Regions from separate parts of the Mus musculus genome. Here region 2 is linked to region 1. The links are chromatin contacts, called in public promoter capture Hi-C maps. All regions are on one chromosome and are shown on one strand. Each heading gives the region's core, a stretch centred on a gene start, on an enhancer-like site or on the middle of the called end of the contact. The rest is flanking DNA. Distances are from core to core; before and after follow the strand shown.

What was found. Promoter capture Hi-C pulls out the DNA fragments that hold promoters and counts their contacts.
Region 2: a promoter capture Hi-C map of liver shows a contact between it and region 1, with 2.2 times the contacts expected there. The contact joins the promoter of Zfp87 here to the enhancer-like site in region 1. A contact is called at or near these places in 4 of 39 promoter capture datasets (the HPC-7 cell line, cranial neural crest, hippocampal neurons and 1 more), 1 of 484 Hi-C or Micro-C datasets (liver), 1 of 115 datasets of contacts at active chromatin or transcription factors (embryonic stem cells) and 1 of 9 other capture datasets (embryonic stem cells).

The regions. Positions count from the first base shown.
Region 1 is chr13:67,000,594-67,007,313 of GRCm38.p6, forward strand. 4933433G19Rik (RIKEN cDNA 4933433G19 gene) reads right to left here. Exons shown (of 9, transcript NR_045851.1): 4 at 5,797-5,943; 5 at 5,481-5,529; 6 at 2,546-2,676. Among named protein-coding and RNA genes, the nearest start is that of 4933433G19Rik, 28 kb to the right of the region's middle. Within about 2 kb of position 2,693, at least 12 of the 459 cell types and tissues checked have an H3K27ac peak or open chromatin away from gene starts, as enhancers often do. A contact at or near this core is called in liver, where this site is marked.
Region 2 is chr13:67,521,969-67,528,051 of GRCm38.p6, forward strand. It overlaps Zfp87 (zinc finger protein 87), which reads right to left and starts at 4,263. Exons shown (of 4, transcript NM_133228.3): 1 at 4,109-4,263. The coding sequence starts at 4,114.

The DNA of each region.
Region 1 (6,720 bases), core at 1,443-3,942:
CTTCTGTGGACTTAAAGTAATTTTGTTAGCATATATTGATTGTACGAAATAATATGTTTCCTTTCCATTCATGTATGCATTGTACTTAGATTATACTTCCCATCATTCCCTTTTGCTTTTCCTCTTACCCTGGTGGCCTCCTTTCTCTTCCCAAATAATTTAAAGGAATAATGACTAATGTCTACAAAAGAAGGGACAAATAGCTAGACTTGAATTGTTTAGCTTGAAGGCCTGCTAAATTGTAAAAGATCTTCCTTCTCTCTGATGTCTCCTAAAACTGTTCTTTGGTCCACTTTAAAATTTTCATCTGGGACTTTGTCTACCCTGCTATTACTTTCTTTGAATGTGTTGGACGGATTTAAAAGAAAAGAGAAGAAAATGACAAACAACAACAAAACAAAAACACAAGGGTTTTCTATGTATCCCAGGCTGGCCCTGAGATCACAGATGTCTTCCTTTTTCAGCCTACTGAGTGCTATGATTCCAGGCCTATAGAAACTTGAAGCTTCCTGACCTCTAAGGTGATATATTTTGCCACAGTCCCACACTGTTCAAAGGTTGCAATAGTCTAGGTCCCATTGAGGCTTCATATGGCTCAGCTTAGTTTATATTTCTCTATAATCTGGACCTCATTATTCATGCTGAAAACTGGCCTTTATATACAGTGTCCCTGACTCACTAGAGAAGTGCATGTCAGGCTAGCTTCCTACCCACAGTCCTAGGAAAGACTTCCAGGCCCCCTGCATGACTGACTGCTGTTTAATGCACAAAAGAGGGTATTAGCACATCTCGTCCACCAGCGCCTACTAATGACAGGAACATTATGGAGAAAATATAATTTGCTAGAAGACTTTGCTTGCCCAGCTGAGTCAACCAGCTTGAGGGCCTTTTCAGGTATCTGGACGTATGCTTACATTTTGTAGTATAACTATATGTTACTTACTGCATTTTCTTTGGTACTGGAATGTTCTGATGACATTGAAACTGTGAGGGTCTGTATATTGTGGGCTCCAATGGCCATAGTAGTCAGGCATTCACGTTCCAGGGTAGAGAGCCCTCTCCCCTTTCTACGTGCTGAAAAGAGGACTCTCTGTGGTTCCACAAACCACAACAAATGAGATTTGCCTATCATTAAAAGAAAGTGACTTCTCCAAATCTCATATAAAAGAACCAAAAGATTGTATTGGTATATGTAAAGTACACCTAATACCCTTCATTATAGGGTCAAATTGTAGGCAGGATGACAGAATGCTCCCTTTCTAGAAGTATGACCTCTGACTCGGCTCACTGTCATAACCAAGGGATGCTGGTCTCATTGCTCTGTATATCACAGGCTGATAAGGTTTGTTCTAGGCAGGTACAACCAGGAACGAGTAAAGTCTCTGGCTTGCCTGCTTATTAGGATCTCGTACCTTCTCTTGGAGTGGAAATACCCAGATCAGCTGCAGGAGGACAAGTTTTATATAGCACCATAGAGAACAAGTTTTCAAGACAACAGCACTTGGAACCTCTGAAACAACTGCATGTAGTTCTCAGAGCCCGTATATTTCCAGCAGCCTCCAAAACACAGGACTTCACTTATGCACCAGTTGCCAGAGTAATATCCTAATTCCAGAGGAAAGGTTGTCCCAGATGCTCACATGAATGTATGTTCTGTGAGCCCTGTAGTTTGATGGCCTTTTTCTTGGATAAGAGGCATGGGACAGTTGGACCCTTGTTCCTGAGTACTAGGCCAAGAAGAAGCTGTTAGGTCAACCCAAGGCTCTTTTTCGAGTCTGGACACAATGCTTATGTTCCTGTCCTGTTCTCCACCACCTGACAGAGCCTCTGTGCCTCCAGCCGCAGATGACTGGTGGACAGTCAGATTGTGTACGCCTCTTCTTCAAAGAGACTCAGGTATCAGGGCCTCATTTAAGGTGACCAAACTGCCACTTTCCATATGTTGGCTACAAGTCTAGTACTCGAAATTGGGGTCTGTCTAACCATTTGTGTACGTGGCCTGAACAGGCTAAGATTTCATCCCTAGAAACAAGATTCTACCTCTCTCTGGGAATCCTGTCCACTTCGCTCCCTCTGCCTGCAGTAATGTGATTTACAATCTGGAGAAGTCATAGAGCTTTGCCCTTCTCTTCTGAAAAAACAGAAAGTACTGGAAAGAATGTAAATTATACATAACAAATTTCTATAGTCACCAGTAATGGGATGGCTGGGGTGGGTTATTTTATTATATTTTTAATAAGGACTGCATGTGGCTTTAATTTCTAAGGCCCCATATTTCTAGGAAGAACAGATAACAGTGAAATGTCCTTCTGAGATAGTGGGTTTTTTTTTTTTTAATGGAAAATACTTCTTCATGACTTACTAAATACTTTGAAGTGATCATTCAACACTGATGAAGATGGGACAGTAGGTGGCAGTAACATTCTAATCTTTCTAGGATTAGCCTGTGTCAGTCCATCCCAATACCCAGTATTTATACTTAGCCACCTCCCAAATTTCACTTCGCAGGAGTTTTGGCTGGAGTAGTTTTGAGTTTTCTTTTTACCTCTCTTGGTGGAAATTCTGTTCAGGGATCACACTGCTACTGCAAGCAGGAAAAACAGCCTCAAAGTTGTCCTGGATCGTTGTGAGTCTGCTCTGGCTTATTTCACAAGCTAGACAGCAGTGGCCCTTGACCTGCCAAGGAGGGAGGAAGTCACTGGTTGCTACATAGATTCCTGCTTCTAGGATCCTCAGACCACAGAGGCTGGGCTGGAGTTGCTTTACTGGTGTTGAACATTTTCCCATTTGACCTAGCCTCATTCCAGTTCAGAGCAGTGGGTGAAAGCTGCAAACACATAAAGAGCTCAAACTTTCCCAGGCTACTGTTGTAACAGCCTGTCTGTCAAAGTATCAAAGTCAACATGCTTCTGTTTTTCTTGGAGTGACTATACTGACAGTAGAGCAGTGTGGTGTGAATATGTTGCTTAAAATCACAAACAAATGCTGGGGCCTAGAAAACACAGTAGTGGATGCTCACAGTCAGCTATTGGATGGATCACAGGGCCCCCAATGGAGGAGCTAGAGAAAGTACCCAAGGAGCTAAAGGGATCTGCAACCCTATAGGTGGAACAACATTATGAACTAACCAGTACCCTGGAGCTCTTGACTCTAGCTGCATATGTATCAAAAGATGGCCTAGTCGGTCATTACTGGAGAGAGAGGCCCATTGGACTTGCAAACTTTATATGCCCCAGTACAGGGGAACGCCAGGGCCAAAAAGTGGGAGTGGGTGGGTAGGGGAGTGGGTGGGAGGGTATGGGGGACTTTTGGTATAGCATTGGAAATGTAAATGAGGAAAATACCTAATTAAAAAAAATCACAAACAAATTCACCTACAGAATACCCTCACAAATGCCCATTCACTCATTAGTATTTTTGACTGTCATTTCTTTAAGCAACATTTGATTCATAAAGTGTCTTGGTTTCACTTTGTAAGCTACCACATTTAATGTGTCCTGGAACCCAGCATCCTACATCCTGCAGGGCCATTTTGCTCCCTTCGTTTTCCTCCTAGAGTTCAATCAACCATGGAACTTGATAGCCCTTCTTTTACTAAGTGTTAATTAGAAAATACCTTAAGCTGGCTGTAGTGGCAAATGCCTTTAATTCCAGCACCCAAGAGACTGAGGCAAGTTCTAAACCAGCCATGTCTATATAATGAGAGCCTATTTTAACAACAGCAACCAAATGAAACAAAAATACCACAAAGTATCTCTTTGAAAATAACTGAAGACTCCTGGTCAATCTTCAGGACCTGGAGTATCCATCCTCTCTTCCCCCATACTTGTTTGAATATTTTTACCAGATCACAAAACAGGCTCTGAGTTTCTCCCTTACCCACTGATTCATAACACCCCAAAAGCCAGGCTTTGTGGGGCACCTACTTGGGATTTATAAGCTTGAGATCTTGTCTATGAAAAAAATAATTTAAAAAACTCTTAGGCATAATGTTTCACAAAAAGTAATGCCATGAAGCCTGATTTGTTAGGCTATCCCTGAAAGCCTTGGAAAAGCCCCATACCAAAGGAAGGGACTTAAAGCATTGGTTTCATTAATTTCACAGAAAACTTTCCTCTACCAACCATAATAATTCACTTCATCTGCTTAGAGATCAATCAAGCTACATCTTGTATTTTCCCCCATAAATTGTGCAGATTCCAAGATACCATTGATTCTGCTGCCCTCTGAGCCTTCAAGCCTACCCAAATTTTCTGAAGAAATGGATATTGGATGGGATTTGCTGTTCCTCAGGCCCGGCAAACTGTCTAGTCTCATCAACATAGTTCTACTCTGAGGTGCTCCCATCCTTGTTGGCACAGCAGGAGCCATCTACACATGGTCTGCTCTTCTGCCTAGACGGGACTGGGCTCTTGAGGCTCACGGAGCCAACTCTGTCATCCAACCACCCTCTTCCTCCTTGAGGACCTTCCTTGGGATCTAAGTAACTACCCATCATTGACAGGACTTACCCAAATCCAAGAAAGTCCTATAATGAATGGCTGCTTCCAAAAGAAAAAGGACCTTCAGTTCCTTTCCTCCCAGTTGGCCTGCAGATCCATCAGCTTCTCTCTTCTGTGCTTCTTGTTGGCAAGGGGTGTGGCTTGCAGATAATTTTCCAGGTCCCCAAAGCAAAACTGAAATATTCTGTTGCTGCAGTCTCCCAGTTCCCAATTTTATTGTTCCTTCCCATTAAGCTGGCAGGACCCAAGTCATCAGACCTGACAGTTTATACAGGAATCTCTGCTCCTGTAGATGTCTCTTCCCTCCTAATGGGACCAATAACCACTCTGGTTTTCAAATGGGGATCATGGTAGTGTTACTGAACTTAGCTGAGCTGCAAGATCTGAGATGCCAGGCATCTGCTCTATGTCTAAGGAAGATGCTCTTCATCTTGCAAGGCTGCTCATTGCTTTAATGAGAACATAACTCACAAGAAAAGGCATCTCCACTGGTGGTTGTACTCAAACTGAACTAATTATCATCCATCTTTGTAACTCTCTTGCTGGGACCAGTTTAGTTTAAGGAACTATTTTTTGCTTTTAAACACAAACGTGTTTCTTGCATAAGTTTACCAGACAAGCAATAATGAGCCACTGAGTTAAATGTTTTCCTGTGGGGGGAGAAAAAGTTTGGGTTTTTTTGTTTGGTTTGTTGGCTTTTGTTTTTGTTTGTTTGTTTGGTTGGTTGGTTGGTTTGGGTTGGTTTTTAAACATGTTTCCCAGAGAAAGCCACTCTCGTGTGCAACATCCACGTATGAGTGTCTGTACTATCTGACTAATCTGCACTAATTTCTTGGGTAATAAAGCAAAGACAAATCACTCATCTAGCCTCAGGGAGAGGCCATTACTCCCAGTTCCTTGTGCTGATAGGAACCAGAGGATTAGGGTGTATTAAAAGACCGCTGAGGAGATGAAACAGAATCACACATTTTCACTCACCCAAGGAAAGTCACTCCCAAATGTTCAGCCTGTTGTGCAGCTTCTGGTTCTAAAAGGGTGAAAGAAGAGGAGGAATTAGCTTGGGTAGTGCAAAGCCCTGCAGAAAACACTTCACAGGAACAAAAGAAAAAGGAGCCAATGGAAAAGTCTGGGAGAGGAGGGGACTCATGGTAGGTCTCTGAGCGAACTCCAACATTTGCAAGATTTGGAGGCTTAGAATCATTAAAACACTTGGCCAGAGCTGGCTATGCCAGAGACAGGGTTCTCGCCCACTCCTACTATTTGGGTTCCTACCTTGTGTGTGGTGTTCACCTACCGTTGTAAGGATGACCGTCTGTTCCTTGTGCATTGGGAGTCACTGTCTGTTCAGTCAGATGCCTTTCCCTCTTCCTCATCCTGCACAGTTCTCATCTCCAGGGCCCAGATCTGTTCCCGTAGGGCTTCTGTCATCAGGGGTTCCAAACTTTGAAGGTAATGTGCAGAAAGACAGAAGAATATACAGATAAGTGTACTCAGGTACTTTATTCTTGCTGTGACCAAAATCCTGGTAAGCAATGTAAGGGAGGGGATAATTTTGACTCAGTATTTGAGGATACAGTACACCATGACAAGAAAACCTATTGACTAGTCATATTGTGCCCTCGAGAAGCAGAGAGAAATTAATGCTGGTACTCAGTTTACTTTCTCCTTTTTATTCAGTCTGGGACCCTGCTTGTTTAATGGTCCTACCCTCATTTAAGGCGAGGCTTCCTTCTTCAGTTAAGCCTTTCTAGAAACGATCTCATAGACATATCTAGAGGTGTATTTCCATGATGATTCTAAATCTGGTCAGATTGACAATGAGCAGTGACCATCAAAAGAGTTGCGGACATACCTTCCAATTAAAGCATTGTGGGTGGCAGTACATGAGGTGACCTGAAGTGTTTAGAAAGTGCAAAGAAGGTCCAGCAAGTTGACTCAGCAGGTAAGGGCACTCACCACTGAGCCCAAACTATCTGAGTTAAGTCCTCAAGATAAACATGGTAGAAGGACCGAACCAATTCCCACAGTTGTTATCTGACTCCCCCCTCCCAACATATTCCATGCCATGTATGGCATGAGTAAACACACACACAAACATACACACACAAATCCACTAAATAAATACAAGAAAATGCTAAGGACGGGGGGTGGGGGGAAGTGCTAAAGGTAAGGCTTTCAAAAGATGAAAAACAAGAAGGGAAAATGAGAATGAGTTTCC
Region 2 (6,083 bases), core at 3,013-5,512, 520 kb after region 1:
TTTGGTCTGCTGTTATATATTGTAATGGCGAATGGTGTTGCAGCCAATAGCTGGGCAGAGAAGACAGGCGTGGTTTCGAGTTCCTGGGCTTGGGGAGGAGAACCATGAGGGCAGAGAGAAGAAGGTGAATAGAGGAGAAGGCATCATGGGGTAAGAATCTTAAAATAATGGCCACGTGGTTTGGCTAAGTGGAGTTGTGAGCAGCCCAGATAAAACAAAGCAAATTATATTATAGGATTATTGGCTGGAAAATAGACAAAATAGCATAGAGGATAGATACCTGCCCAGCTCTTGTGCTGATTAAGGTTATTATAAATATAAAGGTTGTGTATGTCTTTTATTCTGGAACTAAATAGTCAAAGGTGGGGTAGAAACCCTAGATTGGGATTAAACTTTTTTTTTTTACAACACACCTCCCTTTTCCTTCTTCCGTATGTTTTCCTTTGTAGGAAGCTATCTGCACATTTGCTACAATCCTACAGCAGGCTCTGAGCTCATGATACCTGTTCCTTGGTAACCTGTGCTCAAGAATTAGAATTTGTGATGCGACTTGCTATTTTCCCTTATTTCAACATTTTCTATGCTTTAGTGTTATTTTTCTTCTTATCACATACAATTCTCAAAATGACCTATGACATCAATGATAACAATTTGCTTTTCTATAATTAAATATCAAAAATATGAGAAGTGTACATTTTAATAGATTATTTTGTAATTATTGTTACAGGTATACTTTGCAGTCTTCATACTAGTTTCATATGCTCATCTGGTCAGACATCTTCCCACCCTCCACCCTGCACCATAGCTTACAATGTCCGAAATCATGTTATCCAGCACCTGGAATGCACTCCATTAGGGTCACCGACAGCCACCATTCTGGGTTACCGTTCCACTAGCTTCCTCCTCCTGTCTAACTTCACTAGAGCATACATTCACCAGTGTCTCCTCAGGCTTCTCTTCCAACTGACACTGACCCACATTAAGTGTGTCACACAGCAACCATTTTTGGTTTTAGTCAACATATTCTGGAATACTACGACTCCGAGTATGGAACTAGAATCCTGAAAAGGATACGGCAGACCATGTGTCAGATTTCCATGAGAAACACAGACTGTAAATTTATTTGGACTATTACTTCTAATATCAATGTCAGATGCCTTATTCTATATGATAGATGTCTAAGTATATTTATATATGTTTAAAATATTCAGTACACTGTTAATGCATGCTCCTAATGAAATATTAAGTACAGTCGATCATGTAAACAGTTGGGACTCAAACTCCTACCCATGATTTTTATGTACATAAACCTTCATACAAAAATTTTATGTACCTAAAAGAGAACAGTTAAATATAGTCTTTGAAAGAGTCTTCTAGACACACATAATGTCTCAACTCACAATACACCACTGTATTTGAATACAACTATGGAAGGGCTCATTGACAGAAATATTTACAACAGAAATGGAGACAATGATGAAAACCTGTACTTCTCATTCTTATTCCTTGAATATATTTTTACCTCCTATTTATATCTTTCTCAAGACTCAAATTTCTTTTTCTATTGCTTCTCTCCATAGCTTCTGACATATATCAGAACGACCACCAGGAAATGAATGTCATCACTCAGCATAACTTCCCTTCAGCATTTTTCAAGAATGACATGCCTAATACAAGGTTACTACATGAGAAAAAAAACCAAAAACCAAACCAAACCAAACCAAAAACCCATTAATTCCTTCCCTCAGATGGTCACTCAGAAAAACAAAAACAAAAATAAAAAGAAAGGGGTCAGGAATGGAAACCATGAAATATTAGACTCCTCCCCAATGAGGAGGAAGAAGTCTCAATTTAGCAGTTTGGTTTCGTGGCTGGATGGCACACCTGTGAAGGGCAGTGGAGGATGCGGTTGCCATTATCCGTGTGTGGGACTGGAATTCCGTTCAGGCTAAAGGTAAAGAAACATCCCTCACATAGCTGAACCTGTGCAGTGAGGACTAAGAGGGAAGTGTATATCATGGAGGCTGCACCAGTCAAGGATTAAAGAGGGAAATGGGGAATGAATGACTCAAGTCCCAGACTGAATGTTTAAGAAGCACAAATGGGAAGAATTCCAGGAAAACCAGAAGACACATCAAGAGGTCCCAACAGAAACTAATACAAATGAACAATCAGAGAAAATAAACATTCCCTGCAAATGTGGAGGAATCTTCAAGCAAGACAAAGCGTAAAGTCCCTACACACACAGTAATGCAGAGGACTATCTATCTGATCACCAAAATTTAACGCCTTTAACAGAAGCATGTGAGCAGGAGATTTTTAAAGTACACATCAAATACAGTCAATAAACCTTCTCAAGTATATGTTTTAAATGTGAGCCATGTCAGTTAGACGGAATTCTGTCAGGCTGGTACTAAGCCAAGTGACAGAAGCCATCAGAAATAGTGTATCCATGAACTGTTTTTTAAAACCTTTAATAATTTTTACACAGAATCGTACTTAGCTTAAGTTCATCTTGAGTAATCTATAATATGGAAGATGACCTTGAAGTCCTAATCCCCCGCCTTCACTTCACAATGCAGAGATAACAAGGATGCTCCAAGAAGAGGCTTCAGTTTTGGTTTGGTTTGGTTTCTTTCAATCACAGGTGTGTTTAAAGTATATATACTGGAAAGGTCTGTAAGTTACAGGACAGCATGCCTCTGCTTCATGCCTACTTCTTAGGAAACCACTTTTGGTTCACAAGGTAGTGTACTCTTCCCACTTTAGATAATGGAAAACACAATGCTGTTCTTGTCCTGTAGGCCAGTGACATTAACTAGGAAGTCTCTGTCTTTTACATAACAGTTACATAGTCCACAGAAATATTCATACTGAAGGTGGCTTAAAACCCATGTTCCTTATGAATAATAGGCTTTAATGCCACACAAACACTTGATTTGACTTAAAGTGTTGTGAACTACAAAACTATACAAGAGACAGGCCAAGGAGTCTATTATGGGCAAGGGACCCTAACTGAGCAAAAGCTCTTCAAATTCACCTTTCAATCTTTCTGACGTGGATAAACTGGCAAATGTTCAGGGAGCAACAGGGAACCTGAGTGCCACAGTCGGGGCAGTGATAGAGTAGTTGTTAAGGGAGGTTTAGATGTGCAGTGTCCAGAGATAGAAGAGAAGCTCACAATTGAAGAGCAACGTAAACACTGTTAGGTATTCAAGGTCACTTCTCCTCCCCAGGGACACTCAAGTCCTTTCCCCGAAGTCACTAATAATCTCCAGGCCATCTCTCTGCTCCCATCACCCCCTCATTTGTTTCAGAAAAGGAGTCCAAGCTTCTGACATTACACAATCTCTGACATAAGTGGATACGGTATTTTCTAGTATTTTACTCTACAATGTAGGATCAATAATATCCTGAATAAGCCTTCTCCTTTAGAACATTAGACTGTCTCTACATGTGAGTGTTAAGTGTGAAGATATAGATCACGGAGGTGGCCATGAAATATTCTCATTCAAAACAACACACCAAAAAAAACCTAACAATTTATTCCAAAGAGAATGGTACTAACATCCTATACACCAACCTCCTTAGCAGAACTCTGTCCCTGGAAACGAGGAGCAGCTATTAACTCAAACCAAGAATATTAGGCTGGCCATAAATAGGAGGTGCCAGATCTCCACTCGATCTAGAAGTTCTGAGAAATCTGACCACAGTCAAGTGGCCAAGTGATCACAGCCAACAGACTTCCTAAGGCAAGCAGGAATGTGGGCTCCCATTTACACCTCTGGCGCAAGGAGAGGGCCGGCCCACCCTGCGGGGGGGCAATACTGAACCTTCCACCATTCCACATTTCTGTGCTACAGAGCCAGCTCTCCCACCCCAGAAGCGTATACAGCCGCGTCCTAACAAAGCTTTCACTCACAGCGCCACCCCCATACTGCTCTCCCCACCCAGATTTGCATCCAGGCTCAGTTGGCCCAGCTTAGGTCAGCAGCACAGCATCACCAACTCGGCTTCTCCCTGCCTCTGGTCCACCTCGGCTCCGCTCCCTCCAAGCTGGACCACTCCCCTGCACATTCCCTCAGGCTGCACTGCTCCCTGGACCAACCTCCATGTCAGAGATCCGATCGAGAGCGAGGAGCAGGACACAGCACCGCTAACTTAGGGGAAGACAAACGTCTGCAGACGGGATGCGGAAGTGCGGTTCGCAGAGCGGCTGCTTGTGACGTCACAGAGGGCACGACTACATTTCCCAGAGTTCTGTGTTCTCCCTACTGACAGCGGAGGAGGGTGGAAAGAAAGGAGAGGTGTCAGCACTGGGACAAAAGCCCACAGTCAGGCTGCTTTAAAAGTTCCGGTTGTAAAACGGACGTGCTAGAACATCCGTTGAGGCTTTGATAGGAGGGGTTATTAGTTGTATCTGGTCAAACTGTAGTTTAAAAACTCGTCTACTAATTATAAAATTGGAACCTGCACCAAAAGTTGACAATCATTTAATTGTACTTTAAAATAAGGAAACAAGAGGCTAAAGTGGAGTGAGTGCTATTACTTAGAGATGCTTTTTGACATCAACTTCGGTGTTTAAAATGAAAGGATTACAAATCCAAAGCGTTCTAGGCACTTTACAGAGACCTTGTCTCAAAATACAAAGTACAAAACTAGCAAAGGGGGTAGACTACGTGCCTAGAATGAAGGAAGACTTAATTTAATGCTCAACTTGTACATACTCCATTTTTCCATGTGTGCTGACAAGCCTGTGAGCATACATGCATTAGACTCCACAGCTGGGAAAACAAACAAAAACACTTTCCTGTGAGCACTGGAATCCATACAGTGAAGGAGGTAGGTCAGAGACATAGACGTTAAAAAAAAAAAATCTCTGAACGAGGTTATAAGTACTACCCTCACATTTACATGTGAAGACTTTCCAGAATCCATTGGTGGATCCTTGATCTCTCCATTTGTCCCTTGCTTACACTTTCATTCATTAATCTGCATAAGAACTTTAATTTTATGAGAACTATACCAGAACATCACCCACGTCTCCCTGGTTCACCACAAACAGAGAAGTGTTTAACAGCAGGTGGTCTCTGAGCCTGTGAGTATCTCTTCTGCTTCTCTCCCAAGGAGGGCACAGTTCTTAGCATTGTACGGACTTCTGGTCCATCATCCATTGTAGAATTTCTCTCTGCATTAGGCATGGGGTATCTTGCTCTGTAGACCAGGCTTGCATTGGACTCAAAGATCCCCCTGATTCTGCTTCCCAAGTGCGGGGATTAAAGGCATGTGCTACCACTATCCATGGTATTTTTATCACTGTGGAGAACTCAACTTCTCTTTTCCTACTTAGTTCTCCTTGCAGTGATTAAGCATGTGTTGTAACCTCCGAATTGCTGATACTAGAGAGATACTTTAGTGTTGTGCACAGTTTGTCTCTGCATTTTTTGCTCCCACCCCCCACCCCCCTGGCCAGAAGCTCCCATCTTCCCTCTAGCCCTAGACAAGTATGCTACACAGACAGCTGGTTTCTGTGCTGTGTCCTCCTGCAGCAGCCTGAAACTCCCTCCCCCCACCTCTAGCATTAGAATGGCACTACCCATAAAACTCCCCCTTAATGAGGACATTCTGAGGAGACATCCTCCCTGCCTTTGTGTCTCTAAAAACCAACACTCCTGCTGAGGAACTGCAGAACTCCAGGTGCCTGTCCTTGAGACCTTAGAGAAATAACAAGCTCAAGGGAGACCATGGGGAAAAAAAAGTAAACAGAGGTCAAGCTCTCCTTAAATGCTATTTTCCCACTGGACTTTCTCCTTTCAGATGAATTCACACTTTTGGAAGAATAGAGTCTTTCATGGACGGGGGTCTAGGCTTAGGGCACCTTTCCTGTTGCCTCAATATGGAGAATTAGGGTTCCCCGTTTAGAGCCATTCTTTCAATAATTACCTAGAATTTCAAATGGCCTTTTCTGTAGTTTGAACATGATGAATGAAAGATAACAGCAGCAGGAAGACACCTACTGATCTTAGGAAAGAACTCAGGATAGCTGCATCTCTGCAGCACTGACTTGCAGGCAGCTCCACAGG